Linked DNA regions of Mus musculus: regions 1, 3, 4, 5, 6 and 7 are each linked to region 2. A link is a contact called in public HiCAR-type and promoter capture Hi-C data. All regions are on one chromosome and are shown on one strand. Each heading gives the region's core, a stretch centred on a gene start, on an enhancer-like site or on the middle of the called end of the contact. The rest is flanking DNA. Distances are from core to core; before and after follow the strand shown.

Region 1 (3,942 bases), core at 1,355-3,854, 1.9 Mb after region 2:
GTGGATCAAGGAACTTCACATAAAACCAGAGACACTGAAACTTATAGAGGAGAAAGTGGGGGAAAGTCTCGAAGATATGGGCACAGGGAAAAAATTCCTGAATAGAACAGCAATGGCTTTTGCTGTAAGATCGAGAATTGACAAATGGGACCTAATGAAACTCCAAAGCTTCTGCAAGGCAAAAGACACCGTCAATAAGACAAAAAGACCACCACCAGATTGGGAAAGGATCTTTACCTATCCTAAATCAGATAGGGGACTAATATCCAACATATATAAAGAACTCAAGAAGGTGGACTTCAGAAAATCAAATAACCCCATTAAAAATGGGGCTCAGAACTGAACAAAGAATTCTCACCTGAGGAATACCGAATGGCAGAGAAGCACCTGAAAAAATGTTCAACATCCTTAATCATCAGGGAAATGCAAATCAAAACAACCCTGAGATTCCACCTCACACCAGTCAGAATGGCTAAGATCAAAAATTCAGGTGACAGCAGATGCTGGCGAGGATGTGGAGAAAGAGGAACACTCCTCCATTGTTGGTGGGATTTCAGGCTTGTACAACCACTCTGGAAATCAGTCTGGTGGTTCCTCAGAAAATTGGACATAGTACTACCGGAGGATCCAGCAATACCTCTCCTGAGCATATATCCAGAAGATGCCCCAACCGGTAAGATGGACACATGCTCCACTATGTTCATAGCAGCCTTATTTATAATAGCCAGAAGCTGGAAAGAACCCAGATGCCCCTCAACAAAGGAATAGATACAGAAAATGTGGTACATTTACACAATGGAGTACTACTCAGCTATTAAAAAGAATGAATTTATGAAATTCCTAGCCAAATGGATGGACCTGGAGGGCGTCATCCTGAGTGAGGTAACACATTCACAAAGGAACTCACACAATATGTACTCACTGATAAGTGGATATTAGCCCAAAACCTAGGATACCCAAGATACAAGATACAATTTGCTAAACACATGAAACTCAAGAAGAATGAAGACTGAAGTGTGGACACTATGCCCCTCCTTAGAATTGGGAACAAAACACCCATGGAAGGAGTTACAGAGACAAAGTTTGGAGCTGAGACAAAAGGATGGACCATCTAGAGACTGCCATATCCAGGGATCCATCCCATAATCAGCTTCTAAATGCTGACACCATTGCATACACTAGCAAGATTTTATTGAAAGGACCCAGATGTAGCTGTCTCTTGTGAGACTATGCCGGGGCCTAGCAAACACAGAAGTGGATACTCACAGTCAGATATTGGATGGATCACAGGGCTCCCAATGGAGGAGCTAGAGAAAGTACCCAAGGAGCTAAAGGGATCTGCAATCCTATAGGTGGAACAACATTATGAACTAACCAGTACCCTGGAGCTCTTGACTCTAGCTGCATATGTATCAAAAGATGGCCTACTCGGCCATCACTGGAAAGAGAGGCCCATTGGACATGCAAACTGTATATGCCCCAGTACAGGGGAACACCAGGGCCAAAAAATGGGAATGGGTGGGTAGGGAAGTGGGGGGGGAGGGTATGGGGGACTTTTGGGATAGCATTGGAAATGTAATTGAGGAAAATATGTAATAAAAATATTTAAAAAAAAAAGAAAAGAAAAAAAGAAAGGGAAGTATGCCCAAAGATGGCATACTGAACACAAACACCGAGAATAAATGGATAAAGAGGGAGGGGAGGGATAAGGAAAGGAGGGGGAGAGAGAGAGAGAGAGAGAGAGAGAGAGAGAGAGAGAGAGAGAGAGAGAGAGACTCCAAGACTCATGTGTTAACACTTAGTTCCCAGCAATTGGTGCTTTTAGAATGGTGGGACCATTAGGAAATAGGGCCTTTGGCAGGAAGTTAGATCACTGGGGGTGTCCTTAAAGGGGGTATTGAGGCCTCATTCTTCCTATCTGTCTCTATACTTCCTGGCCATCGTGAAGTGAACAGCTTCCTCTTCCTCGTGTTCCTTCCATGATCTTCTGCCTCAGCCCCTCAAAGCAGTGGGACCAAGAGACCATAGGATGAAATGTCCTATGAGGCCCTTTACCTTCTCAGCTTATTTTCTTCAGGTGCTTTGTCGCAGTGATGGAAAGGTGTTCTCTACAACACTATAAAGTAAGATAATCCATGGCAATAGACAGGACAGCATGCAGTTGTCCCTGAGAAGAGCGTGACCAGCTTCCACCCATCAGAGACCAGCTTTATCTGAAGACAGGAGTGTGAATAAACAAAACCATTCTGGGGCAGCACTTCCTGTCATCTGAACCCCTCTGAACTAACTCTGGACAGTTTTCAAAGTCACTCTGTTCTCTGATACCAGATGAAAAAGTGTGGTCTGCCACCCAAGGCTGACATGCCCAGAAACTTCCTGATCGGTCAACCATGAAAAAGAGAAGATAACAAAGTTGTATTTCTAAATGGAGGCTTGGGTTTGCTACAGTGTGTCATGGGTACATCCCAGAGCTGGGACCTTTTCCTGGCACCTGTATGGATACATAGGCTACAGACAGGGGTAGGGGATGGTAGTGCCTCTACAGGCTACATCCTCATGAGGGCTACCATAAAGTTCACCCAAAGCCTTAAGAAACATAGTGGTTGGGACTGTGAATAATACACTTCATACGGGGAAAACCACAGGGACCTAGAAAGTTCTGAGCAAGCAGCCTCTGAGAAAGTTTCACCAAACCATGTTTTTTCCTTCCATTAATAATCTACACCTGCCACTAGAGGGCACTAGAGTCCCTCTGGCTGGGGCGGTTGCTCAGGGCATTGTAAATCCCTGAAAGCCCTTGAGATGTTAACTCTCCTATGACCCAATTCGGGAACCTGCCAGTATCACAAACGCAATCAGAAGACGTAACACCTGAGTCAGAGAAGTTTCTTGCAGAAATAGCAGTCGCCAGAGTGTCAGTATCTTGGGGACAATTTCTCAGATTTTGTATTGCAGTTCAGAGACCAGTACTGTGCGATGCTGCAGGTTGGTACAACATGGAAATGGAGTCCCTCCGCTGGAAGCAATCTGGGTCTTTTATAATGACTAGGAGGCACACCTGCCTTCTTCACTTAAGGTCCTGCTTTCAAACTTCTATACATTGAATGGTTGGGTTTTGGGTTCAATCCACTGAGATGGGTGGTCTCTTTAGCTTAGAGACTTATTTATTTAAAAAGTTATCAGTGCCATCAATAGGCAGATAGATATAAGCACAGTGGTGTCTCTGAGAAGAGTTTTGGTCCATGTGGCAACGTGAGGATCCCTCCTTAAAGGTTTTAGAGGAAGGTATGGTATTGGGAACTTTCCTCATTTTTGACCACAGTTAGCTGTTGCTGGGAGTAACCAATGGGCGCTGAGTTAAAGGATGTTAGTGATCATTAACATCTTTCCTGATCACCTCTTGCTAAGAAGTTGCCTTAGCTATATGAACCAAATCACTGTACTAACGTTAATTGTCACGGTTCATCAGAAACGAAGGAGCCCTACAAAATGGCATGGCCCTTGCTAACGCACTTGGTCTTAGGCAAAGGCTGAACAGTGGTGGTCTCTGCCTCCTATAGCCACTCCATTGCTGTGACAACATACTGTGACCAAAAAGCAAGTTGGAGAGAAAAGGGTTTATTCAGATTACATTTTAATGATGCTGTTCATCCCCAAATGAAGTCAGGGATACAACTCAAACATGGCAGGAGCCTGGAACCAGGAGCTGATGCAGAGGCCATGGAGGAGTGCTGCTTACTGCCTTGCTTCCCCTGGCTTGCTCAGCCTTCTTTCTTACAGAATCCAGGACCATCAGTCCAGAGATGACAGCATCTAAAATGTGCTGGACCTTCCCTCTTTGATCGCTAATTGAGAAAATGCCTTACGGCTGGATTTCATGGAGGCATTTTCTTAAATGAGGCTCTTTCCTTTTATGTCTCAAGTTGACACAAAACCAGCCTG
Region 2 (4,135 bases), core at 579-3,078:
CTAGATGGTTCCAGCTCTGCCAGGAGCTTTGCCTGCGGAAGTGGAGAAGCCTTACCTTACTGACTACAAAGAGATCCTCTCTCTTCACCACGCCCTCCTTGATCTTCTCACTGATTCCCATTCCCACCTCGCTCTCATTGTGGTATAAGTAAGCACAATCGAAGTGCCGGTAGCCCAGGTTGATAGCCAACTTAACTGCATCAGTCACTTCTCCTGGGGAGGCCTGGAATATAACCAAACACAAGGAAAGTTTCTTCTGTCAGGGGAACCCAATCCCCTTTCTCCCCCGTCATGTGGGAAAGTATAGCCAAGCAATACATAAATACTCAAATCAGTAAAGCAGTATGAACATCAGCCAGACCAAAAGGTAGAGAATGGAACGTCATAGTCAGAATATGATTAATATTCTGTTCTGCTATCTTTACTCATTCTGGAAACAGGGTGCTTTTCAGCTCTTGCTGTGTTGTGCTTCCCGATTACAGAAGGGCTAAGAACAGCTGGGGCAGGAAGCGGTCTGATATTTAGCACCCAGGGATGCATGAATCAACTGTAAACATAAAACAAGTATCACACACATGGACTCACTCAATATCTGTAGGGTACACACAGGAAAAGCTTAGTGAGACACAGACATTTCCATCAAATATGAAAAGTGTAGCTCAAGGTAGCTTTGAATTTGATCTCTTCCTTGCTTTGTCCTAAATGACTTGGTTATTGGATCAAGGGGATATACATATCTAGCATAGCGACATTATTTAAGATCATCAGTCAGTGTCACATTTGCTATGGTTTTCCATTGCCTTCACATATTTTGAAAGTCATATTCCTGTGTCTTCAGGAGATAGAATTAAATGCTTCAATTGTGTTGGGAGGGTGATTCCCCCCCCCCCACACACACAGTTTTATTTATTTATTATTTTATTGACATTTCTTTCATCTCACATCTCAGCATTCACTATGTGGTACCAAAGAACACTCAAATCACCAAATTGCCAAAATAATAATAATAATAATAATAATCCCATCCTTTTTACAAAAAATTCTGGAGAAACATTTATTTGAAAACCTTCCTATAAACAGAATTTTTAAATTTACTTTTTTATCAAAAACAAAACAAAACAAAACCCCCAAACCATAAAAAGAAACAAATTTTGATCATGCCTCCCCCTCCCCCACAACTTGTCCCAGAGTCAGACAGGCCTATTCAACTATTCAACTTCACGTTCATTATGCCCTACATTCAAAATCAACTGAGCAAGCAGTGTAACTACTCGCAAATATCTCTAATGTCGCTAGTGGACTCCAGAAGTAGACATTACACTTACATCGGTGCAATTATTTAATTATTTTTATTTGGTTTGTTTTAGCATGCAAAGTAGCACGCTTCCTTGTGGCCATTTGACACACACTCGGTTTTGCTGTGCCAAGATGAGTGCCACTAGGCATAAATGATTTTTCGGAGGCTGGGGGTCCGTGATTAGCTCACACAAGGCTAGGTTAACAGCACACTGCTTTATTTAAAGTTAGTCTAACAGCTTTGAATCCTCGCAGGGAGCAGGGTGTTTTAGGATCACAGGAGAGAGAGTCCAACTTCTCCTCTAATCCGTCTGGGGGAAAACCTTAATCAGAGCCCGGGTCTGGAAGGAATCACCCTAGGCAAAAGAAATCCCGTGCCCCTGGCTGTTTTTGAGCATGTACTCATCAGGCTCCGGGACCCTTAGCCCCACCCACACCGGAGTGTGTCCTCACCTTCCAGGTGCCCAAGCCCACTGTAGGGATGTTTTCCATGGTTCCCCTTTGCTCAAAGGCTCAGCCTCTTCCTGCACTTTAGCGGCCAGAGAGCGTTCCAGGGACCTCAGGAAATGCCGTGATAGGCTGGAGTTCTGGCAGTTTAATTGGCTGATGGAGAGGTCGCTTGGTGCTCTGATTGGCTGAGAGCATAGTCCATCTTTCAGGGGACCTAAGCAATTGGGTTTGGTTGTGCTTTATCTCTGTCCTAAATCCTCTATGATCCTAAGAATTCCGTCTCCGAGCAACCTGCCTAAAGCCCAGATCCAGTGCTCTGTCCTTCTTGCAAACAGGCTGTGGTTCAGGATATTTCCTGGACATCAGATGTTTTAGATTGATGATCGTTTCTAGTATCCTGGAAAAAACAGGTTTGACTATATCAGCTGTCTTGAACCTTGCAATGATGATGAGTGCTACTTTGAGGTGATTGCCATTTTAGTAATAGAGGAAATATAATCTGAATATCATTTTTAAGGTGTGTCTTATGGAATTAAAAAAATCAAGATTAAAAATTAAACATCTCTGGAAGATTATTCACTGTAATAAGAACTAATAATAAGGGAGGTCATTTAAAGAGAGCAAATAGTATATAGGCAGATTTTGAGGGAGGAAAAGGAAGAGAGAAATGTAATTATAATTGCAAACAAAACAAAACAAAACAAAAACAAAAACCCAAGGGTCTTCCCACAAGATAATCCCTCAAAGGAATGCCTACAAGACTGTCTCCCAGGTGATTTTTAGGTCTTATTCAGTTGGCAATAATCCTAAAATCACAAGCTGAAACATCTAGAAGGAACCAGAAAACCAGCCCATAAACGCAAAGGTAAATAGCTATTTCGAAAATATTAGCATTACTAAGATGATTAGAAAAATTGAAGATTTGCGTGTTACAGTGCTTAGAATTTTGTATCCTTCACTATGTTTGTTAATAACTTATTAAAAACTTAGCAGAATTCAACAATTTTACAATTTCAACCCAAAGTTTTGTTTTGTTATTTTAATTTCTCTGTTGCCATATTACACATCTGTTCATTTGTTTGAGTTTTTCAAGTGCTCATGGCAGATGCACTGTGGATGTGGAAAACTCTACATCTTCTCCAGTTCTCTTTTTTTATTTATATTTTGTAAAAATGGCAAAGTTAAGCCATTAACGGTCAGACAACTATTTGTAGCTTTCGATCTTTATGCAGATTAACATGGAAGTATCCATTTGCAAGAGGATGTGTTTTCAGATGTTCAATATTATTAGTACTCTCTCTCTCTGATAAGCTTTTATTACTCATAGCGACACTTACACTTTCAGTTCATAAATCTATAGAAATATTGTCCTATCTTTAAATGATTTCTATCATTTCATAAAAGGGTAGTTTGATCTAGGGATGCCTTCTTTTTTAATGGTCATTTCAGATTTCTTAGGTAGTAATTTAGCAGAAACCAATGTTACAGATGTAAATACTTGAAAAACATACAAGCATGCTTTACAAGAAATTATTGAAACCTCAAAATTTGATGAGGTAGTTTATTTTAACACACAGAAAACTTTTGCCAGGTTCTCATGGCAGGCAGAGACAAATATATACACTAACATATACATAATGAACATATACACATGCATATGTATATGTGAATGCAAATACATCTGCTCAATTATCCATTCAATAAACAGCATATTCTGGTCAGTACAAGCAACTTAACAAGGGTAAACCGGAAATATTTGGATGCCATTAGGTTAATTTTGCATATGTATTTAATAAATGTCATTTTAGAAAACACATTTTATTCTTATATATAGGTAATTGTGAGAAAAATCAACAAATTTAAAGGGCAAGCTGGTAACTACACAGGAGACACTTCACCTAAACTTTGGAACTATTTTGCAATAATTCTTCATAATTAAGAAATACAATTGAAGACACACTAATAAGTTGTATGAAAAAACAAAATCATAAGACACATGAACTTTATAAGTTGATTCTTCCTGCCCTCTGGTGGTTGTTTCTCAAAATACAGATGTGTATGTAGGAATATATGTAGGGTGTGTATAAAACATATATAAATGATATATAATATATAAATGTATATCTAGAAATACATATATTTAGACATGTATTTATGAACACATATATGTCTATACATATGTGTATATGTGTGTTTAATTGAAATGCCATACTACCTCACACAGAGTATAACATTTCTCCCAGTTGCTAAATAAAAAGCTCAGTGACAGGTGTACCATACCTTACCTTAAGCTGTTGTTTTGGAGGTTGCAGAGACCTCTAAAATATTGCAGGTCATTGACGGTGATCTTGGATGTGGACCAGAAGAATTTGATGATATAATTCTAGTA
Region 3 (4,334 bases), core at 227-2,726, 1.3 Mb after region 2:
CTGCCTCTTTGTTACTAGGGTAGATGGGATGAAGGCCCATGGTCACCTCCATCTCTTCCATACAATAGGCACGTGAGATAACTTTTCCCATCTTCGCCCCCATACATAGGCCTACAAACCTGACAAGCCTATGGTTCTGGCACATGCTTCTCTTCTAGACTTCGTAAATTAAACAGAAAAACTCCCCTCAGCTTATTTTACGTACTTGACAACTTTTAAAAGGATACTATTCATTAAAAATTATATTCGAAGTTGTTATAATTGGATTTTTATTCAAAAATTTTAGTCGCTCGTTTTTTTTTTTTTTTTTTTTAGATATCATGGTGTGCTTTGGTAGATAATTTGTATGAAAAAAATTGTCATCTTCAACCTAATTTGAATTGTTTACACATCCATGGGAAAGCCTGTTAACCTTGGTGAGACATCTCCGAGACTGCCTTCTACGAGATAAACAGATTTAAACCCCATTAGCAGCAAAATCTGCATCTTCTTTGAATTAAAACTGTGCAACAAGAAAAAGGGGAGTTTTAAGCTGTGAATGTCCAGGTCTCCAAGTACAGTGTGGCCATGGCGCCAGGTCACGGATGCGATCTTAAAAGCTGCATTTTCAACTTTTGAGTGGGTAAAATTCATTCCTGAGAACTGAGTGTTTTTGACACACTGGTCAGGTAGGGGGCTTTTGAGATGCTCTACCGTTTCCCCCTCTCTGCCTGCGTAAGAAGTGGGGGTATTTTGGTCTCAGGCTCCTGTCATCCTCCGTCCTAGACAGAAACTACCACACAGTGACTCTGGAGTACCAAGTCCCCCTGCTGTTCGGTCTTATTGTCCCATCGCCACAGGGAAACCTGCGGGCACGTTTGCGCCCACCCCGGGGCACCTCTGCATCTCTGAGTATGGAGGGGACTCCGAACAAAGAGAGAAATCAAGGGACCAAGGAGAATGGAGGGTCAGGGAAGGATCCGGGAACACGGGAACCCAGCGGGAGGAAATGAGGGGGATCGGGAATATGTCTGCTATCTTTGGTCTTTTTGGGGGGTGCCGGTCCGTGTGACCGGATCAGAAGGTGCAACCGGGCAGCCGGGCGGCGGGGACAGGTGCCCGGTTGCCCGGCTAGGCTCCCCCAGCTCCGGCCGCTCCGGCCGCACTTCTGCAACGTTGGGCTGTACACCTCCCAGCGCCGACTCCTTCGGTGCGCCGTAGCCCTCGCCTTATATACCCTGCTAAAAATAGCCTGTGAGACGTCTTTCCAATCAGCGCAGGCCGAGTTCGAATTGCACCAATAAGGAGGCCTTTAATGAAGAGGCTCGGTCACGCCAGGCGGGGCCGCTGTGTGTCCGCACCGGCGATTGGTGCGAGCTGACATCATCGTCGCGCAGCCCCGGGTACAGGAGCGGCAGGATTGGGTACCGTGGGGGGCGGAGCTCCAAGCTGGTCACGTGGGGGGAGAAGGGGGGAGCCAAGCGGGGGAGGAGGGGGGAGGCTGGCAGCGGAGCTTTGAATAGGGAAGTTTTGCAGGGGTTACGCTTGCAGTCAGTCCGCTGTTTGCAAATATTGCGTGGGCTCGGCGCGCTGCGGGCTGCGGGAGGGTCCGGACCCGGCGTCCGATTGCAGCGCCATCCAGTTTGCATGAAACTTTCACCTGCGCTCCCGGGAACAGTTTCTGCTCGGACTCCTGATCGTTCACCTCCCTGTTTTCCCGACAGCGAGGACTGTCTTTTCCAACCCGACATGGATGTGCTCCCAATGTGTAGCATCTTCCAGGAACTACAGATTGTGCACGAAACGGGCTACTTCTCGGCTCTGCCGTCCCTGGAGGAATATTGGCAACAGGTAAATACGGATTTTTTTTTTTTTTTCACCTGCCCGGTACGCCGAGGAGGGAGTCGCGCGGAGGAGCAGGCAAGATGGTGTGTGCTTGGAAGTGCATCTTTTTAATGATGATTAGCATTTGCCTAATTAAAAATATAAAGTAATGATCTTAAGATGTCCTTCTGCTGCCTGGAATGATGAAGGCACTGTAGAGCGAGCCTTCGGGAGCGAGGAGTAGAGTTGTCATTTGTGTGAAGGCGAGCTCTCCTTCCCACTACGTTTTTATTTCTTCATTTTTTTTTCGTGTTTTGCTAATTCCGAGCTTACGAGCAGCATACACCTGGGGGGGGGGACCCCAAATTATTCTGACCGATCCAGACCTGAGCCCTTGGCACAAGTTTGGGGTTTGTACCAGCTCCAAACTCCACAGCTGGACCCTGTCATACGAACGAGCTTGCCTTGACTACCAAAAGATTTGATTTAAGGATTTTGGTTTTGTTTTGATATTTGTATGTCCCAAATTTAAAAGTCTTAACATTTTGCTTGCGGAACGCAGTAGTTCTTTTTGAATTCAAGGCCATTTGCAGTTTCTTTTCCGTCTGGATAATTTCTTATCATTCACGTATGCCTGCCTTGTTTTTCTTACCTGCTTTTCTTGTTGACTGCGCGGCGGGTGTGTGTGTGTGGGGGTGCTGTTTGCACACAAGTGACTTGTCAGTCATATGACAATGAGTCCATTCCTAGTTGCTTCGGGTCTTACTTTGGGCAAGAAAAATCTCTAATTCCGGCATTTTAGTGGAACTAGAATTTGGGGCAACCGGAATAAAAGAAACACCCCCTACCCCTTCTAAGTCATAGGATTCTGTGAGTGGCAAAAATATTCTCAAACACTTTCACCATTGTCTTTAAAAACGATGATTCTGTGGCCGTCTCTCTACCCTTCTGGGTATTTTTTTTCCTCCAAGTGAATTAGCAGATCAAATAAATTCCGTCGGTTTCACAACCTCCCAGGCTTTAAAACCCAGGAAAAGCGAAGTGTTGGCTGAAACCTCCCCATGCCGGCTTAATTGTTCACAATCCTCTCTGCCTTTCTCTCCCCCTCTCCATTTTTCCTCCTCAAAGAAGCTGCTCCCTGGGACGTGATTGAAATTGATCTTAGTAGTTTCCTTTAGGCATTTGGGATTTGGGCAACTAGCCAGACTTGGCTCCTGGTCCCCTTCAGAGCCTTTTAAACTCCCAGAGAGCTTCGATCAGGTCCCCACTGCTCATCAGCATACTGGCGATTTTAAATTAGCCAGTTGATTAAAGTTTAACAAGATCTTCATAAATGTCTTCGCCATTTCTTTGGAACATCAATAATAGGTATCGCCGCTTCGATTCCTAATACTGTACACACTGTAACAGACATCGAATTTTGGGGGGAAATGGAAAACAGGCACCCCCTCTTCCTTAGCTTGCTTGTGCTTGCTGTGTGAGGCCGGGACTTAGGATGTGTATACTGTGATAGAAGGCACATTGTTTAGTAAGCTTTAGCCCTTTTGCTGGTAGCCTGTGCTCAAGATGGTCTGTACCCTGATAACATTTTTTTGTTGCAGTTTAGTGCCGAAATTTCTGTCTGTAGAATAGAATACACAGAGGCACAGACGGCCTTATATGGGCATGCAGGCAAAGCTAGTGAAAAATCAGGGCCTACATAATTGAATCCTAAAATCTTTCCTACCGTTTTTCTTTTCCAGTGGCTAGAAAGTTTGAGATGGTGGGGAGAGGGGATTGCTGATCTCTGCAGTGTGTAGCTCCTTGAAAGGTTGGTGGCAGGGCTGGGAAGGGGCACCCTGTTATGGCACACTGCATGTATATTTGAGCCGGGTCCTTATTTGGCTGCAGGTCAGAATTTCAAAAGGAAGTCTCCTTTGGCATTGCGTGAAAGAAAAAGGAGTGATGACTCATACTGTTGTACCCTTGGCCAGGAGATAAAGTCCTTGTTCATTGTGGGACTCCCAGAAGGGCCAGGGAGTAATTTCCCCTTTCCATCCTTTACAATAGCAGATAGCTACTCTGGAAGAATTCACTTCTGTTGTCAAGGTTTCTTGTTTCCCTGTGGCCAGTGCAAAGAAATCATTAAAGTTTGGTGGTATCCATAGTCCTGGACTTGGGAAATGACATTTAAAAATATGCATGTGTATATGTGTGTGTGTGTGTGTGTGTGTGCGCATATATATATATATATATATACATATATATATATATATATATATATATATATATGCATATGTATATGTATATCTCTTAGGTCCCAGCTACACAGAAAATGAGAGGTTTCTTTTCAAATGTATCGATGCCCATGAAGTGAATACAGACAGCTATCTGCTGCCTGTTCTCTGACTACAGCCAGCCCTATATTGTCAGCTGTGCCCCCCAAGTGGGTCTTCAGACCACACTGCACGCTGTGCAATATTTCTGTCCTGTTGGGTGAATACTCTTGGATGGCTAGGGCTCTCTCATTGATGCTCATAGTTCTAGAGACT
Region 4 (4,104 bases), core at 995-3,494, 1.1 Mb before region 2:
CCATTGTGGCCACTGCTTTTCCAAGGCATTTGTTTAACCTATGTCCTCAACAAATTATACATAGTTTGGGTTTATGATTTTAGCAAATGAACTTTAGCTGGTGTCCAAGGAAGGAAAGACCTGGGCTTCTTGAATTGGAAAGAACTTTTGTAAAAATAATTATTGCTTCCCAAATTAAAAAAAAAATCAAGAAAAAGTATCTGTCAAGGCTCTTACATGGATTCATTCCTCTTAACTGTACTTTCCAGTTTGACTCTTAAAATTGTTATGATTTTAACCCAGCTAGCAAATGGGACCACTTAACTAATCCGATTTAGTAAAAGTTGGGGGTAAAGGAAAGACAAAAAAAGCTGGCTGAGATTACATATGGTATGTATATAGTATGTTAATGTAACTTGTTTTTTGTTTGTTTGTTTTTTCAAGACAGGGTTTCTCTGTGTAGCCTTGGCTGTCCTGGAACTCACTCTGTAGACCAGGCTGGCCTCAAACTCAGAAATCTGCCTGCTTCTGCCTCCCAAGTGTTGGGATTAAAGGCGTGCGCCACCACACCCAGCTTCTTAATGCAACTTTTATTCTCCTGTGTAACTGTCATCTGGGAGACTTACTGCTCCTTTCTGCCAATGTAGGCCTAGTCGCAGAAGCTTCCAGCCTCCATACAATCTAATGTAGCCCTAGAATGTTTTCAGCCTCTGAGACTTACTGCTGAATAAACTCACCCTTTCTAGTTCTTTCTGAACTCTGGCTGGATGGTTCAACTCAGCTGTTCTGGTTCAAACTCCTCTCCAAGCTGACTGATTCAATCTGGCTCCTCTCTGCTTCTTCCGAATTGCTCTGCTTGACCTTTAACTATAGCAATCTGTTTTGGTTTTTCGCCTCTTCTTTGACTCATTCTGTCTTTACTTGTGTCTAATTTGTCCTCTCTGCAACCTGTCCCTTTATAACTGTCACAGTAAAACTGCTTCCTCCTCCTCTTCTGTACTGCCTCTTAAATAGCTTCCCTTCCCTCTCTCTTTTGAGAGCTGGGTATAACCTGGCAAACCTTTCTCTGATTCAGTCAAGCCACTCAATTAGACATCACTGTTAAACATGGGTGCTTCCTTCTAATAAACTAGTTTTACCTTTGGAATCAAAGGTGTGCACTTAGGGTGTGCCTGTATTCCAGCAAGATTAAAGGTGTGTGCTAAGGGCCGAGGCACAGCACAGCTAGTTCAAAGCCAGTGGAGCTTGATGTCCAAGGGGCCTGCAAATGTTGCTTTAATGGTCCTGAGGGTTACTGGAAGGTCTACTTTGCACCCTGACAATTCTGTTGTCCAAACAAAACAAAACAACTCTGAAATTAATTAGATTCAACAAAGTTTTAACAAGGATCAGGATCCAGAACCAGGCAGCACACCAAAGATGGTTCAGAAGCCCCACCTCTAGTGTGGTAATTGCATGTAGAGGCTGAAACACAGCAAACATACAAAATATAGTGCAATTCAGCATTTGCCTTTATAAGCACATTTTGGCAGCCTTCAGCCTGAGAGACTAGTTGAAGCCCAGTTGCTTGGGTACCAGGGTTATCAACTCTTAAATTTATAACCTGCTTTGCATCACAAGCTAGAATGCGGAGCATTATATAGGAAAGCCATTCTGGACCACATTTTACCTAAAGCATGGATACCAGTTTAGAACACATTTATTTGTTCGAACAGAACCATACAAGTTTAAAGCAGGGCACACAGAATCCTGAGGTCTTCCCAGCCCCGCGCGGGCAGGGGCAGGGGCAGGGCCAGGAGCCAAGCTGCAGAGGCAACGAGGCTGCCAACCTTCGGAGAGGCTGGCGTCCTCACGACTTGGCCCCGCTCGGCCAGGGCGATGCACGTACACCTCTCAAAGTCCCAAGGGCGGAGCTTGGGCTCCGTGGCCCGAAGCCTAAACAACCGTGCTCCATCTCACACCTTGGCGCGAGAGTCAGGCACGTGGTAGCCCAGCTGCAGTTTCCGCCTTGTTCCTCCTATTCAACTAGACCCTCAGCTTCGCATGTCGCCGCCCATACCACAGGAGCACAAGACGGGTGAAATTTAAAAAAAAAAAAAAAAAAAAAGCGCAAAACCGGAAGCCAAGATGGCAGCAGTCCGCCCTTCTCTCGCGAGAGGGGAACGAGGGGGGGAGAGGTGGGGTTAAGGAAATTCACCAATGAGAGAGCAGGATCCCCTTGACTGACGGCGCCGTCGGCCTCTCGCACGCCCCGCCCCGGCGCCGGAGCTCGCTCTCCTCACCCCGCGCTCTCCCCGCCTCCCCTCCCTCCCCTCCCTGCTCTTCTCTTCCCGTTGAGGTGGCGGCCGGCCTCTCCTCCTCCTCAGCTCCGTTTTTCCTCTCCTCGCTTTTTCCCTTTCCCCCCGACCCCCGGGGCCCAGAGCGGCCGGACTTCTCGCTCCCTTCTCTACGGCGGCCTCCGAGCCCCCGCGTGCGCTCCTTTCCCCGCCATGAATGAGGAATACGACGTGATCGTGCTGGGCACCGGCCTGACGGTGAGCTGCGGCGGGCTGCGGGGAGACGCGGCCGGCCGGCCTCCGCCGGGCCCGGGGGCGAGGGCGGGTCCCATCGGTGTGCACGAGCCTCGCCCGCGCCCGAACTGCCGGTGTCTGCGCCCCCTTGGGGGCCGTCCCCACTCGCCCGCGTTGAGTCTGGGATAGGGAGGTCGTGGCTTGTTGGGATGCAGTGATTTGAAGGCGTCGGTAGTGTGTTAGGGAAAACCAGGATGTGGAAGCCGGGACGTGTCCGTGGGAAGCCTGCCCATTGGGAAGTTGAGGGCAGAACCGCCCAGCAGCCGGAGAGAGACAGCCTCGTCCTCCTGCAGGAAGGAAGAGGACCGGGAAAACAGCTTGTGCTCCTTGCACTTCCCCTTTGGGTGAATGACCTCTCCCGCTTGGAAGCAGGCAAGCCCTGGACCGAGCGGGAGGGAGTCGCTGCTGGCGCCTGCACTTCCTATGTAAGTGGCGAGTAGCAGCAGCAGCAGCAGCAGCAGCAGCTTACTCAGCTAGTCTCAGGGCGCAGAAAGCCAAACAGAAGGATGATCGCTGATCGATAATTTGTCCTAGAGTTTGGCCAACTTAAGTTTCTAGAGAAAATCATGAAACGAGTTTCTTTAGGAAAAAAACAAACACCCTTTTTCTAATTGCTTCACTGCCCTCTCATCCACTCGCTTGAAATGGGAAATGAATTTTCTCAAAACTTGTCTGTTAAATACTTTTCACGTCCGGCCCGTGCTTCCCTTTTGTTTGGTTTATTGCGTGCCGCCACAGTTTCTTGAGAAGGGGGAGGCTAAGTTCTCTGTACTTGTTACACTTCTGGGAGGTTAGAAAATAAATGCGCAGTGTGAATGTACTGGTATGTAAATGTAAGGCGGTCCCTAATGCTCCAGTACGTTTTCGTCAGTATCTATCTGCTTAAATATGGGAAAAATATAGACAGGTTTTTATACTTTGTGCTTTCCCCCCGGCCCCCCACTGTGACAAAAGGGCTGATCTTTTGCAAAAAGGAGTTGGGAAGAGAACCGACCATTTTGAATATCAATTGCGGTGTGTGTGTGTGGGGGGGGTATTGAATGTGAAATTATGGGTAAATTACTTCATCTGGAACATTGATGTATGGATCCCATATGTCTATCCATCAAATGTCCAAGTCATTTAATAAGAGCCCCACGGCTTTCGACTTTGTTGAAATGCATTGGCATTTCTTTCTTTCTTTTTTTTTTTTTTCCTCGAGACAGGGTTTCTCTAAGTAGCCCTGGCTGTCCTGGAACTCACTTTGTAGACCAGGCTGGCCTCGAACTCAGAAATTCGCCTGTCTCTGCCTCCACCACCGCCCAGCTTGCATTGGCATTTCTTAGAATCAAATTAATATCTTTAAGATAAAATACTCGGAAATAACTGTTTTAGAGAAAACCTTCAAGATTTTTTATTCTACTTTTTTTCTTTTAATACTTTTAGGAAAAGCTTATTTTTCTCTTTGAAGTGATGAATGATTGCTAGAAGAGATTATTGAATTCTGACAAGTTCTCACCTTGTAGCTCTGGTTGTCCAGGAATGCAGAGCTCTGCCTATCCCTGCCTTCTGGGTG
Region 5 (3,719 bases), core at 306-2,805, 1.6 Mb after region 2:
GTGTGTGTGTGTGTGTGTGTGTGTGTGTGTGTGCGCGTGCGTGCGTGTGTGTGCGCGTGTGTGTGTGTGTGTGTGTGTGTGTGCGTGCGTGTGTGTGTGTGTGTGTGTGTGTGCGTGTGTGCGTGTGTGTGTGTGTGTGTGTGTGACATGCCATGATGTGCATGCTAGTGTCGGAAGATGACTTACTGGACTCCTCTCCTTCCATTATGTGAGGCCCAGAGATTGAACTCAGGACAACTTTCAGGATTGAATTTCAGGACAACTTTCCTGAAGGACATTTTCCTGCGAAGCAGTTTGACAGTGGCTTTCAGCTTGGCAGCAAGCTCCATTAGCCACTGAGACACTTCAGCCACTCCCCTAGTTGGTTAAAATTTAAATGTTACCATATTTACCTCTTAATATGCCCCAAATGTTGTTTTATTGGAGTTGAAGATTTTCATTTAATTCCAACTTCAACAGATCGTCTTCCAAGAAGTAATTTTACTCTCGTAGATTTTCTTTCTATACAACAAAGTATACTCTCAGGTATTGCATATCAAATCCAGCCTCTTAGGACTTTCACTGTTAACCTCATTTTGTTTGGAAGCTATTTCTGGGATCTCACTCCATCCTCCTCTTTACTCCCCTGGCCTGTGTGGTTCATTGAGAGCGTGGTGATGTGACATAAGGAGCATAGTACAGAAAACAGGCAGGACATATCACAGAGTCAAGTGAGATACTCTCAACGTGTGATGGGGAGTCATCTCAAGAGGGAACATTGCAAAGGAAAGCACTTTCAGAGGTGAGAATGGACATGGACCAGAGAGAATGGTGTCCTGTCTACATGCTTTAGTGGAATATCTACAGTTTCTTAATATTTCAGGACAACTTTCCTGAAGGACATTTTCCTGCGAAGCAGTTTGACAGTCTCCTTTGCGTTACCTCTTAAGGCAGGGAACAATGGTATGTTGTTTTTTGGTTTTGTTTTTTAAATCATCATCTGATAGTCTTTGGAGTGGTTTTGAATGCCATATCATTACAAAAGACAAGAAATTTAGGAGTCAGATCTCATTCTTTTGAGCAATAATCAAAGTCTTGCAGATTTAGCTCTTGTTTTGACAAGCTGTTGATTATGAAGGGGTCTGTCCTCAATAACCTCAAGGATGCTAATATCTGACTAGCCAGCTAGCTGACAATAATGTTATTTTTTGAGTTATCTGATATGCAACTATTGACTAGAATAAACTAAATAATAGTGCTTATCGCATCATCGCTTGAATTAGAAGGGAGGATCCACGTTGGGGACAAATGCCAGAATCAAAGTCTGGTGTCTCCAGAGAACAGGAACAAAGAAATTCTGCTGTATCAATGTTTACTGTTAAAGGGAATTTAATCAGAGTGCAATTGATATCGTAAGAACAATTTCTTGGTTGCATATGACTATATTTATCTGAAGGCATTACGTACACACACACACACACACAAAATAAGGGAGCAAAACACCACAGAGCAGCTTCTGCTTCTATTGCCATCCGGACTCCTCCCCCACTGTGTTATGAGAAACATCAGGGTCTCCACATTCTGAATGGTGCTCACAGGAAGTTGCTTTGTTTAGAACACAAAAATCACTCATGGTCCAGCTGCTTTCCCTGCTGGACAAAAAATGCTTCAGAGATGATGTAATGAAATGTATTTGAATAAAGTCCTTATACTGGTGGGAACTATTTTAAACTGAAAGGAAAGAATTTCTCTTCAGTGATGATCTCTTGCTCCTCTGAATGCACTTGAAGAATTCTTCTATATCTACTGTTTTTACAACAACTGAACCCTGCAACCTAGCAGGATTGAATTTAGTCCAATGATATAAAATGCAATTATGCATGGCTCTGGGGGAGCCTTCTCACCCTGTCATTCTTCCACACCATCAACACTGAACTGTGATTTGCTGGAATATTTGGTTTTATGCCATTGTAGATTGCTCTCCTTAGCTGTGGAATTTCTGGATTCATTTATTATTTATAAATAGTGCTATGTGTTCTGCCTAGAAGTGCTCATTGTACTTGGGTGGCTTGGGAGTCCTCTCTGGTGAAGTCAGTCTTTGATTTCATCAGGTAGTACTCCCATCCTAGACTAAATACACTTAGCAACAGGTCAATTCGATAATCTCTTATATGGTATCACCCAAAACAGTGACATATATTTACTTCACTTTCCCAGATCCATTCTTTAGCCAGTTACTTAATTTTCTCACCATCATTAACCTTCTATGTAGTAATGTTATGCAAGAATATAATTCTTATCTATTTATTTGTATGAATATGAATCCTATCACACAAAGAGCAGCATAAGAAAATAAATATGGAGCACTTTGACCAATGCACTGAACAAAATTCATACCTGTCATTCTCCCTTTCTGTCTCTGTCTCTGTCTCTGTCTCTCACTGTCTCTCTCTCTCTCTCTCTCTCTCTCTCTCTCACACACACACACACACACACACACATACATACAGAAGGTGCATAGAACGCAAGTCCCAGGAGTGTCTCTAATCTAATTCAACACTAAAAGCCCACTACTAAAGTATGTGGCCAGCACACAGGATGCAAGGCTTCCTGTGTGCACTTTCCACCACATCCCTGTATCTAGTTTGTCAAGGAAGAAGCTGTGTGGAAGATAAGTATCCATCACTGTTATCTGAGGTCTTATCTCTAGCAGGCAAAAGGTGCAGTCGGTCTGTGGTTCCTAATGAGTAGCTCTAACTTAAGGGGCCAATCTTTATCTACTAAGTCAAGTACTCTGAAAATGTACCTGATGCCAGAATCCTCTCTTAACAAACTATCTACGTGATTCCTTTAGAGTCACAAGCTGAGTATAGGAATACCCACTGAAATTTTTAACTTCTTGTGTTGCAGAACAAAGAACTGGACCAGGAGCACACAGACAGTGACTAAAACAATTTATTAAGAATGAAGAAATCAGCCCCAAAGAAAGGGGAGGGCTAGAGAACTGGGTCTGGTCCAATGCTCAAATCCTGGGTCTTTCCTTTCCAACAGAAACACATACCAGGATTTTCTATGTCAGTAAGTAGAACTTACTTTTCATGACATGTGTACATTGCTTTCTTTGGGATTGCATCCCTTGTCTCTTATACAGAGCCCTGATGGGACAAGTTTCTGCAAAGTGGTTCCTTTCGCACATTAACCTTGATACTTTTCTTCTATCTATGCTTTACACTCTTGCTTCAACCAGGAGAAACTGTAAGGTTCTGGAAAGAAAGAACTAAAATTACTTTCAGCAAGAAACTTCCTAATAGGAGTCCCAGAACTAAATGATATTTAAACATGACTAGATATTCTAAGAACTAGAGCCACTGTTAACTCTTTCTCTTTTTGAAAAAGAAAAAATACGACTCTTAGCACCAAGAAGTAGAAATGTAGGTTCAGTGGAACATCAGCATAAAACAAGCAAACAACAACAACAAAAACAAAGAAAAAAAAGTTATACGTAGGTTTCCATGGAAGCTCTTATTCTGGTGGTTTGGGTTGTTAAGAATGATACATAAACTGCTTCATTCTTGAGTCTTCATGGACCATTATGGTTTCAATGTAAATGTTTCTCACAAGCACATGTGTGTGAACAATTGCTCTACAGCTAGGAGCAGTGCTGTCATGAGAAATTGGGAAGCTGTGGAATCTATTTTCTGATTACAGGAAATAGATTACCTGGGAAGGGAGGCTCAGGC
Region 6 (3,753 bases), core at 143-2,642, 1.5 Mb after region 2:
CTTTTATTTCCTGGCCTTGTAGGCTCTATTGACCCATCTTTCTGCCTAGGATCTTGTGGACAATTAACCTACAAATAAATACATGAGTGTTCTTCCAGTATGTTAAACTTCTTCCCCCAATTATCCAATAAAATGTTTGAGTGTAGAAAAGGTATGTGAGCCTCAAAATGCCTTCTATTCTCACTGTAGTTAGTTGAGAATTTCAAGGAAAGGATTTTTAATGTAGCCTTTGGGAGGGAAGAGGACATCTTTCCAGGTGGAGTGTTGCTGGGAAATGTTTCCCTGCTGGACAAGAGTTATTTGTATGTTACATTATTATGTGTCCCCTGTGGGGAGGGGGCTGTAGCCTCCTGGGTTTCTGGTACTTAACCATTTTATGCTCTATGTGTTTTTGTGAGTGAGGATGTTTTGGACCACTTACTGTAAATGAAATTACATAGTAGGTCCCATCTCTCTTTCTCTCTCTTATCAAATCCGATGCCAGGTTATATTGTTAGTTGTAATAGCTACCGCCTACTCATTTTTTAATCACATTTTGAGTGAATTATAACAAAGAAAACAATGTAACTCATACCAACAAAAAATAACACAAAAAACTTCCTTTCTAATATGGGATGGTTTGGATTTATTTAGAATTCACCAGGCACCGGAAATTTTAAGGAAATTTAAAATTAATTCTCTCTCTATTTGTTTACGTCTAGGACATGCATGTTAGTGCAGCTGTGGAATTCATAATTTTATATTTCTATCACTATAATAATATTATTTCCCATGGAAAATACAGTGTTTTGACTTCTAAATATGCTCATTTAATTATGCATGGCCCAAAAGCAATTTTTTATTAGGTTAAGCTCTGATGTCTGATTAAAGTCGATAGCTGGCATCCTTTAGGGCTTTCTTAAGCATTGGCTGGAGTGGGAGCAGAATGCTTAAATTGCCTAATAGGAAAGAATTACAGGCTATCGCCAGTCAGCCAACATGCACTTGCATAGTTAACCTTCAGATAGCTGAGACTCTGCAAGGAAAACACCACCACGCTGGCTAATAAAGCCCATCACAATAATGGTGTCAATCTGCCCTCTCATTAATAACCCAGCAAAGAGCACATTTCTTTTGCAAACATTCCAGATGGATTTCACAGAAGAATACCAAGTCGACAGCAATGTTGTAAGAGGACCACATTGCACACACCAATTCTGCTTTCCAACTCACTCCTAAGACTGGCAGATAGCCCGCTCTTTGCTGCAGGAGTCCAAGTAATGTCAGAATCCTCCTGGCCAAGATCATGCAAGGAACTAAACAAACAAACTGATCTCCAGCCCTAAGTTAATTCTCAGCTCATCTTTCCCCAATTCGGTCAGGTTTTAATCACTCAATACATTTTAAAGGATCACAGTTTGTAAACAAAAGTGTTTCAGATGCCAAAGGTCATCTGATGCAATGCCAGACAGGGGATGTCCCAGTGTATCTGGGCCTTTTGGCAGAAGCTTACATGATTTACAGGAATTTGCAGTCAGCAAATTACTCAGCAGGCACACGTGAGACTGCACATAGGCTAGAGTTCCACAGCTGGAATCATTTAATCCAATTGTTCTAAGCTTTTGCCTCTAAGCTGGGGGGAGGGGCACTTCGTTAAGGTAAGATCTTCTTTAGAAGCCTGATTTTCACAATGGGTACAAGCAAGGTGGAGCTAACAGAAGGCAAGGGGTGAGGAGGAATTGGCTGCTTCCCTTCGGGGAACTGGCATCCTTGCCCCACGCCCAGCCTCGCACCCCACCCCCCTCCCCACCTCCACTAGCACTTCCTTTTATCTCTCTGAGAACTGTGCAATGTACATTTTAGAAAAGGCTGTGAGCATTGGTTGCGTTTTACATATCTAATAACGGGCTTTTCAGACAGAAAAATGCTTTTTAGAGTGAGGGCTTTTCAAGTTAAGTCAGGTTATGTTTCTGTATGAAGTTCATCTCAAGACCTTACAGCTGACATTTATTTCTTGCTCAGAGAATATCTGTTGTCCGTATGGGTTGCTGGCTAAGACTGGATTCTCTAAGATGTGAATCACTACCCTGGAAGCTTCTTGTGGTCTCTGATCTCAATACCAGACTCCATGGTCGTTCCTGAAGGGAAAGTAGGGTTGAAGGAAGAGGATATGGCCTTTTTATGTCAGCAATCAACAAGCAGCATGTGTGTGTACCTCTGCTCACATTTTGCTGATCTGCCCTTCTAGAAACTTCCCTATTCACAGGGCTCCAAAAGTCAATTTTGTGATTCCGAGAAGGACAAAAAAGAAAGAGAAATGTAACTAAATAAATGTTATTTATACCGTCAAGACATGGTCAAGCAGGAGCTGGGTAAGCTCTATGGTCTTCTGTTCTCCTACAATAGTATAGTGATGCCTGGCCTTGTGTCCAGGTAATTATCTGACATTGTGCTCACTAGTTTTATGTCAATTGACACAAGCTAGGGTCATTTGAGAGGAAGGAACCTCAGTTGAGAAAATGTCTCCATAAGATAAGGATGTAGGGACGCCTATAGGGTATTTTCTTAATTAGTGATGCATGGGTGAATGTGCATCCCATTGTGGATGGGGCCACTCTTAGGCTGGTGGTCCTGAGTTCTATAAAAAAAAAAAATCAGGCTGAGCAAGCCCCAGGAGCAACCCAGTAAGTAGCATCTCTTCGTGGCCTGTGCATCTGCTCCTGTCTCCAGGTTTCTGTCTTGTTCCAGTTCCTGCTCTGACTTCCTTTAATAATGAATGATGATGTGGATGTCTAAGCTGAGTAAGTACTTTCCTCCACAACTTGTTTCTCATCATGATGTTTCATGACAGCAATAATAACCATAACTAAGACAGATTTTTTTCTTTTTTTAATGAGGGTTGAGGCTTGACCCTAGGGCCTTAGGCATGGTAGGTAAGTGTTCTGCTGCTGAGTTTCAGCCCCAGGCCTTCATTTGACATTTTCTGGAGCTGACTGTTTGAGTTTCGTTGAATGCTACACTTTGGTGGATTTCCACAATCCCCCACAGGTCAGGCTGGCCTAGAACTGACTGTGCAGTCTTTGGGAACCTCTGACTTCACCTTGCGTACAAGGATATGCGACGTGTCTACTCAAGTATTCTTTGGAATAGACTATGTTAGGTTTTTATTACATAGTAAAATTCCAAGCATCTAAAAACATCCTGATTAGTTGGAATGATTATTTGATTTGGAAGAGACAGGACAAAGCTGGCAAGTAATTAATGCTTTTAGAGTGCCAACATCAAGTACAAACTATTTAATACAACAACTTAATAAGTCCTGGTCATTTAAACAAAATTGGTTATTTAAAAAAATGTTATTTTACTAGGTTATAAATATTTACCTCTGAATATGCACTATCCGAAGTCATGAAAACATCCCAGATCTGCAGTGTGGTCACCTGTGACACTAAGCAGTTTTGATGCCAAGAGGCTAGAAGGTGAGAATAATAGAGAAGAAAAGGAGAGCCCAGCTCATTGGGAAATATGATTTCTCCCAAGTTGCCTTCCTAGAGCTGTGACCTTCTGGTGTCTATTCAATCACTCTTCCTCTTCTTTTCTTTGCACGCTATTTTTTTCTTATTTTAAAAATCAAGCACACATATGCACTTTAGTCAACTTGAACTTATTGGTAATTATAAGAAACAAAAGGAAAGGACTGTTAGCATTTTGGTGACTCTTGTGTATTTGTGGGGACACGTGTTCTACTTTCTTTTCTGTGGCTGTGATAAAATA
Region 7 (3,830 bases), core at 725-3,224, 1.9 Mb after region 2:
AGAGGCCATGGAGGGGTGCTGCTTACTGGATTGCTTCCCCTGGCTTGCTCAGCTTGCTTTCTTATAGAACCCAGGAGTACCAGCCCACGGATGGCACGGCCCACAATGGGCCCTCCCACCCTTGGTCACTAATTGAGAAAATGCCTTACAGCTGGATCTCATGGAGGCATTTTCTCAAGGGAGGCTCCTTTCTCTGTGACAACTCCAGCTTGAGTCAAGTTGACACACAAAACCAACTAGTATAGCACCAAAGTCCAACTAATAAGCCATGGTTTATTAGAGTTACCTAGAGGAGCAGAAATAGCTCAAAGACAGGTACATCACCAAAAGCCTACCCCCCACCGCCAACATGGGTGACAGCTCACAAAAGCTTCAAACTTGAAGCTCACAGTATAACAGGCAGGCAGCTAGAGAGGTTGTAGGGTGTCTACTTCAGGCAGTTAGGTGGTTTGAGCCTCTTCTGGAGAGCTCAATTTGTCTGAGTATGTCTCTCGTCAGTCTTTACTGCTTATACCTGCTTGGAGAAGGAAATTCTTAGTGAATCTGGTTAGTTTCAGGAACTTCCTAGACTTGTTGAGTTGTTAACTTCTTGAATTTTATTAGCTTTTTCTGCAGGATAGAAGGTTGTACCTCTGTCTCAGATAGCCAGAGTCTTAAGTAGCTTCTCTCCAAGGAGAAATATTTAATTTCTGAGGAAACTGCTCCACAGCAAGGCTAGGTCATACAGAACCACACAGTCTGCCATGGAACCTGCCTCCATTCTCACAAGCTCTCCTGCACACACACGCGGATGCTATAATTTGAGATCCTGAGAGAATCCTCGAGGTATGGCTGGCCAGGAACATCTTTACCCTAAGAGAAAGACTACTGTACATTTGTACATATCAGAGTTCACTATACTCTGAAAGAGTCTTCCTTGAAGAAAGGTGAAAGCTTGCAGGACAAGCAGTACCACACTGAACTCACAAAGTGATATAGCTCCATCCTGCTAGCATCCTGAAGAAGAGTGAGATGGACATTGAGGGCAAAGGGTTAGTGAAAGATCCTGAGAGAGAGCGAAAATTATTTAAGCCCCTAGACCTGTGTCATTAATGGCAGGGAGTAGAACTTGCCCCATTGTTGCAGGAAATGTTTGTACAGAATACTCTAACCATTCCTTAAATCCATTATGCAAACTTGCTAGCTTGCCAAATGCTATAGCCCAATGCCAGGTGTTTGCGGTTTCTGCCTTTATAAACCCCTTACCCCTTGAGCTCGTGGTCGACTCCTCTACCCCTGCGTGGGATATGAGTCGTCCCCAGTGCACTGTTCTTTCCCGAATAAACCTCTTGCAGTTTTCATCAAGACCATTTCTCGTGAGAGATTTGGGGTGTCACCTCTCCTGAGTCAGAACGTGGGGGAGTCCTCACGTTGTGGGTCTTTCATTAGAAGTCAAGGCACTGAGATATTTGAGATTGTATAGACCATAGGTATATTTGTGGGGTGTATATTTTCTATTTATATTCCAAGTAGTATGCATAGATTTTTATTAGACTCTGTCATGGTCCTCAACTTTCACCTTCACACATTCCCCTCCTACATTACTAAGTGAAGGAACGTCAGTTCTTGCTATGAATCACAGTCACCGGTAAGCAACTGAGATTTTGTGTCAACTTCTTGAAACCTGGAAGAAGCCCAACTGCACTTGTGTTGATTTGTGTAATGGCACTGGGGTCTGTGGTATAGGAAGTCACTGAGTCTGCCAACTCGTGCTTTGAACATGACTATACCCCATATAATAATTACATATATGCATTTCAAAACTGCTAGAGGATGCTATGCGCTGAGTGTTTGCTATTCCAAAGCTCATCCTGCTCTTTATCATTCACTGACGTTGACCCTTAATGAAGAGGGAGACAGCTCACTTCCTTCAGCATCTAAAGAAGACAGTGTTTACTGCAGCCTCCGAGGAGATAATTATCGGCCGCACTGCCACCTGCTGGAAGACTCAGAAGAAAGCTTCCTTCCCTTCTTGGAAAAACCCCTGGGGAGAGAGCCCAAGAGACAAAGGTCACCTGCGATGAGTTTCCCCAGCAAGACTATAACTTGAGACTTATTTTCAAAACCAGCCTCGTCCAGTCCATTCAGAATGCAGAGCCCCTCCCAGGAGTTCTTTCTGCTCAGTGGAGGCTGAAACTGATGGGCAGTCAGCCAGGAAGTGCCTGAAGCTTTGGTTCAAAAATGAGATTCAGAGCATGTGTTGGACTGTGACAAGGGAAGTGAAGGACATCGCTCATGCTCACACATGCCTATGCCTGGGTTGTTCCTCTCAGAGGCTCTGTGGTACACTCCCACCATGCACTCTCTCTCCTCCTCCATCTCCTGAACCTTTCTCCCTCCCTCCTCTCTCCATGTTATTTATCTTCATCTCTCTTTATGTCACCACAATGTCTAATACACACACACTATGCAGGTTCACACATACACCCAGATACATACCTGCCCACACATACACACAGCATTATCACCACACGCATGGACACACCATACAGACACGTGTGTTCACAGGTGTGCCAACGCGCCTCATAGGCAGAGAGAGTCTTGAGGTCGGCAGCTTACTATGCAGGCTGTTAAGCTCTCATAAATACCTAGAATATCAAAAGACAGATTTGTCCAAGACCTGTGCATTTCCTATTTGTAGTTCACTAATTGTCTACTTTATGTGACTGCTAATGCTTACTCAATATGCAGGAAATTGACATAATGACAGAGTTGGATGTGTTCTCGGCCCTGGGGTTCTAATATGCCTGATTTCAGTCAGCATGCATAAACGTGGAGTATTCAGGGTCTCCGACATGATGAGGAGTTTACGGAGACTGGATTGCTTCTAGAAACACCCAAGACAACGAAACATGGCATGATATGATTGCCATGGTAACGAGGGTATTCCAAATGAAAATCACTACGGTGCATCACTAATTTAGGGCTCCACTAAACACCAAATAATATTTCTCTTAAGAATGCTGAGCTGTGGTTCCTGGTAATGCAGGGTCCTGTAGCAAATGCCACACTGCAGAAGAAAAGTACAGGGGAAATTCTCCGCATACTGTGCAGGGTTACTGTGGATACCCCAAGGGTGGGAGTCAGACCACATCCACTCATGGTGGTTCATTTAGAGAAGTTCTTAATATATTGCAACTGCGACATACACTAGTAATTTTCCAAACCTGGGATTTGGTTTAGAAATCAGCTCAAATCTGGTTGGCCCTTGTGTCTAGTCTAAGCTGAATCATTATTCCTGCATGTGGCTCAAACCGCATAATGGTATAAGAGGTGCAGGCATGAAAGGAACGTGTTAGAGGCACAGCTAGGAATCCGCAGCCAAGAGAGGCCCGATCCTGTCTATTTTCACACCCTGGCTGCTCATTGCATATGCAAAGAAGCAGCCTCAACTTTCTCAGGTCACACAGCATCAGCCTCGTGCCTCAAGCTCTTTTTCATTTTATTTGGATTGGTTCAAAGAAGAGGCTCCTTGCAAATCCTAATTCTCACCTCTGCAACGACAGGGCTAAATTAAAAGAAGAGCATTAGTCTGGTTTACTTTTCTTTCAGGGGTTTTCTAAGAAATGTTCCCTTCTATTTCTGCCCTCTGGTTCCTTTTTGTCTCCCTTAATAGTTGCCCACTGAAGGTCAAACACAGAAGACATGAAGCATAATGCGAACAGCGGGGATCCCAGAGACACACAGCCTGCATTCCGAAATCTACTTTGACTTTGAACTTGGCTTTGGAAAAGTTACAATTTGTTTTCAACCTGATCAGTAAAATCGAGGTCAGCTACATGAGAGGTGAC

Evidence for each region. Promoter capture Hi-C pulls out the DNA fragments that hold promoters and counts their contacts. HiCAR-type assays count read pairs that join an accessible place to other places.
Region 1: a promoter capture Hi-C map of hippocampal neurons shows a contact between it and region 2, with 15 times the contacts expected there. The contact joins the enhancer-like site here to the promoter of Akr1e1 in region 2. A contact is called at or near these places in 9 of 39 promoter capture datasets (the 3T3-L1 cell line, the C10 cell line, cranial neural crest and 6 more) and 2 of 115 datasets of contacts at active chromatin or transcription factors (bone marrow-derived macrophages and large pre-B cells).
Region 3: a HiCAR-type map of astrocytes shows a contact between it and region 2, with 5 times the contacts expected there. The contact joins the promoter of Klf6 here to the promoter of Akr1e1 in region 2. A contact is called at or near these places in 13 of 39 promoter capture datasets (3T3-L1-derived adipocytes, HPC-7-derived erythroid cells, cranial neural crest and 8 more), 3 of 484 Hi-C or Micro-C datasets (B cells, olfactory sensory neurons and rod photoreceptor), 3 of 115 datasets of contacts at active chromatin or transcription factors (astrocytes, microglia and pancreatic cancer cells) and 2 of 9 other capture datasets (adipose tissue and macrophages).
Region 4: a promoter capture Hi-C map of the HPC-7 cell line shows a contact between it and region 2. The contact joins the promoter of Gdi2 here to the promoter of Akr1e1 in region 2. A contact is called at or near these places in 5 of 39 promoter capture datasets (the 3T3-L1 cell line, the HPC-7 cell line, liver and 1 more), 1 of 484 Hi-C or Micro-C datasets (rod photoreceptor) and 1 of 115 datasets of contacts at active chromatin or transcription factors (pro-B cells).
Region 5: a contact with region 2 is called in a HiCAR-type map of astrocytes, with 7 times the contacts expected there. The contact joins the enhancer-like site here to the promoter of Akr1e1 in region 2. A contact is called at or near these places in 8 of 39 promoter capture datasets (the 3T3-L1 cell line, the C10 cell line, cranial neural crest and 5 more), 1 of 115 datasets of contacts at active chromatin or transcription factors (astrocytes) and 1 of 9 other capture datasets (embryonic stem cells).
Region 6: a promoter capture Hi-C map of liver shows a contact between it and region 2, with 5 times the contacts expected there. The contact joins the enhancer-like site here to the promoter of Akr1e1 in region 2. A contact is called at or near these places in 9 of 39 promoter capture datasets (the 3T3-L1 cell line, 3T3-L1-derived adipocytes, embryonic stem cells and 4 more) and 1 of 115 datasets of contacts at active chromatin or transcription factors (astrocytes).
Region 7: a promoter capture Hi-C map of hippocampal neurons shows a contact between it and region 2, with 16 times the contacts expected there. The contact joins the enhancer-like site here to the promoter of Akr1e1 in region 2. A contact is called at or near these places in 19 of 39 promoter capture datasets (the C10 cell line, the HPC-7 cell line, HPC-7-derived erythroid cells and 13 more), 2 of 484 Hi-C or Micro-C datasets (cerebral cortex and uterus), 3 of 115 datasets of contacts at active chromatin or transcription factors (astrocytes, double positive thymocytes and large pre-B cells) and 3 of 9 other capture datasets (adipose tissue, embryonic stem cells and macrophages).

The regions. Positions count from the first base shown.
Region 1 is chr13:6,512,962-6,516,903 of GRCm38.p6, forward strand. No RefSeq gene overlaps it. Among named protein-coding and RNA genes, the nearest start is that of Pitrm1, 33 kb to the right of the region's middle. Within about 2 kb of position 2,605, at least 16 of the 459 cell types and tissues checked have an H3K27ac peak or open chromatin away from gene starts, as enhancers often do.
Region 2 is chr13:4,607,336-4,611,470 of GRCm38.p6, forward strand. Akr1e1 (aldo-keto reductase family 1, member E1) reads right to left here and starts at 1,829. Exons shown (of 10, transcript NM_018859.2): 1 at 1,750-1,829; 2 at 56-223. The coding sequence starts at 1,788.
Region 3 is chr13:5,860,013-5,864,346 of GRCm38.p6, forward strand. Klf6 (Kruppel-like factor 6) reads left to right here and starts at 1,477. Exons shown (of 4, transcript NM_011803.2): 1 at 1,477-1,830. The coding sequence starts at 1,627.
Region 4 is chr13:3,535,831-3,539,934 of GRCm38.p6, forward strand. Gdi2 (guanosine diphosphate (GDP) dissociation inhibitor 2) reads left to right here and starts at 2,245. Exons shown (of 11, transcript NM_008112.4): 1 at 2,245-2,513. The coding sequence starts at 2,469.
Region 5 is chr13:6,249,641-6,253,359 of GRCm38.p6, forward strand. No RefSeq gene overlaps it. Among named protein-coding and RNA genes, the nearest start is that of Gm35615, 38 kb to the right of the region's middle. Within about 2 kb of position 1,556, at least 30 of the 459 cell types and tissues checked have an H3K27ac peak or open chromatin away from gene starts, as enhancers often do. A contact at or near this core is called in astrocytes, where this site is marked.
Region 6 is chr13:6,058,614-6,062,366 of GRCm38.p6, forward strand. No RefSeq gene overlaps it. Among named protein-coding and RNA genes, the nearest start is that of Gm46401, 140 kb to the left of the region's middle. Within about 2 kb of position 1,393, at least 101 of the 459 cell types and tissues checked have an H3K27ac peak or open chromatin away from gene starts, as enhancers often do. A contact at or near this core is called in 3T3-L1-derived adipocytes, astrocytes and liver, where this site is marked.
Region 7 is chr13:6,467,542-6,471,371 of GRCm38.p6, forward strand. No RefSeq gene overlaps it. Among named protein-coding and RNA genes, the nearest start is that of Pitrm1, 79 kb to the right of the region's middle. Within about 2 kb of position 1,975, at least 50 of the 459 cell types and tissues checked have an H3K27ac peak or open chromatin away from gene starts, as enhancers often do. A contact at or near this core is called in adipose tissue, astrocytes, cerebral cortex and 2 more, where this site is marked.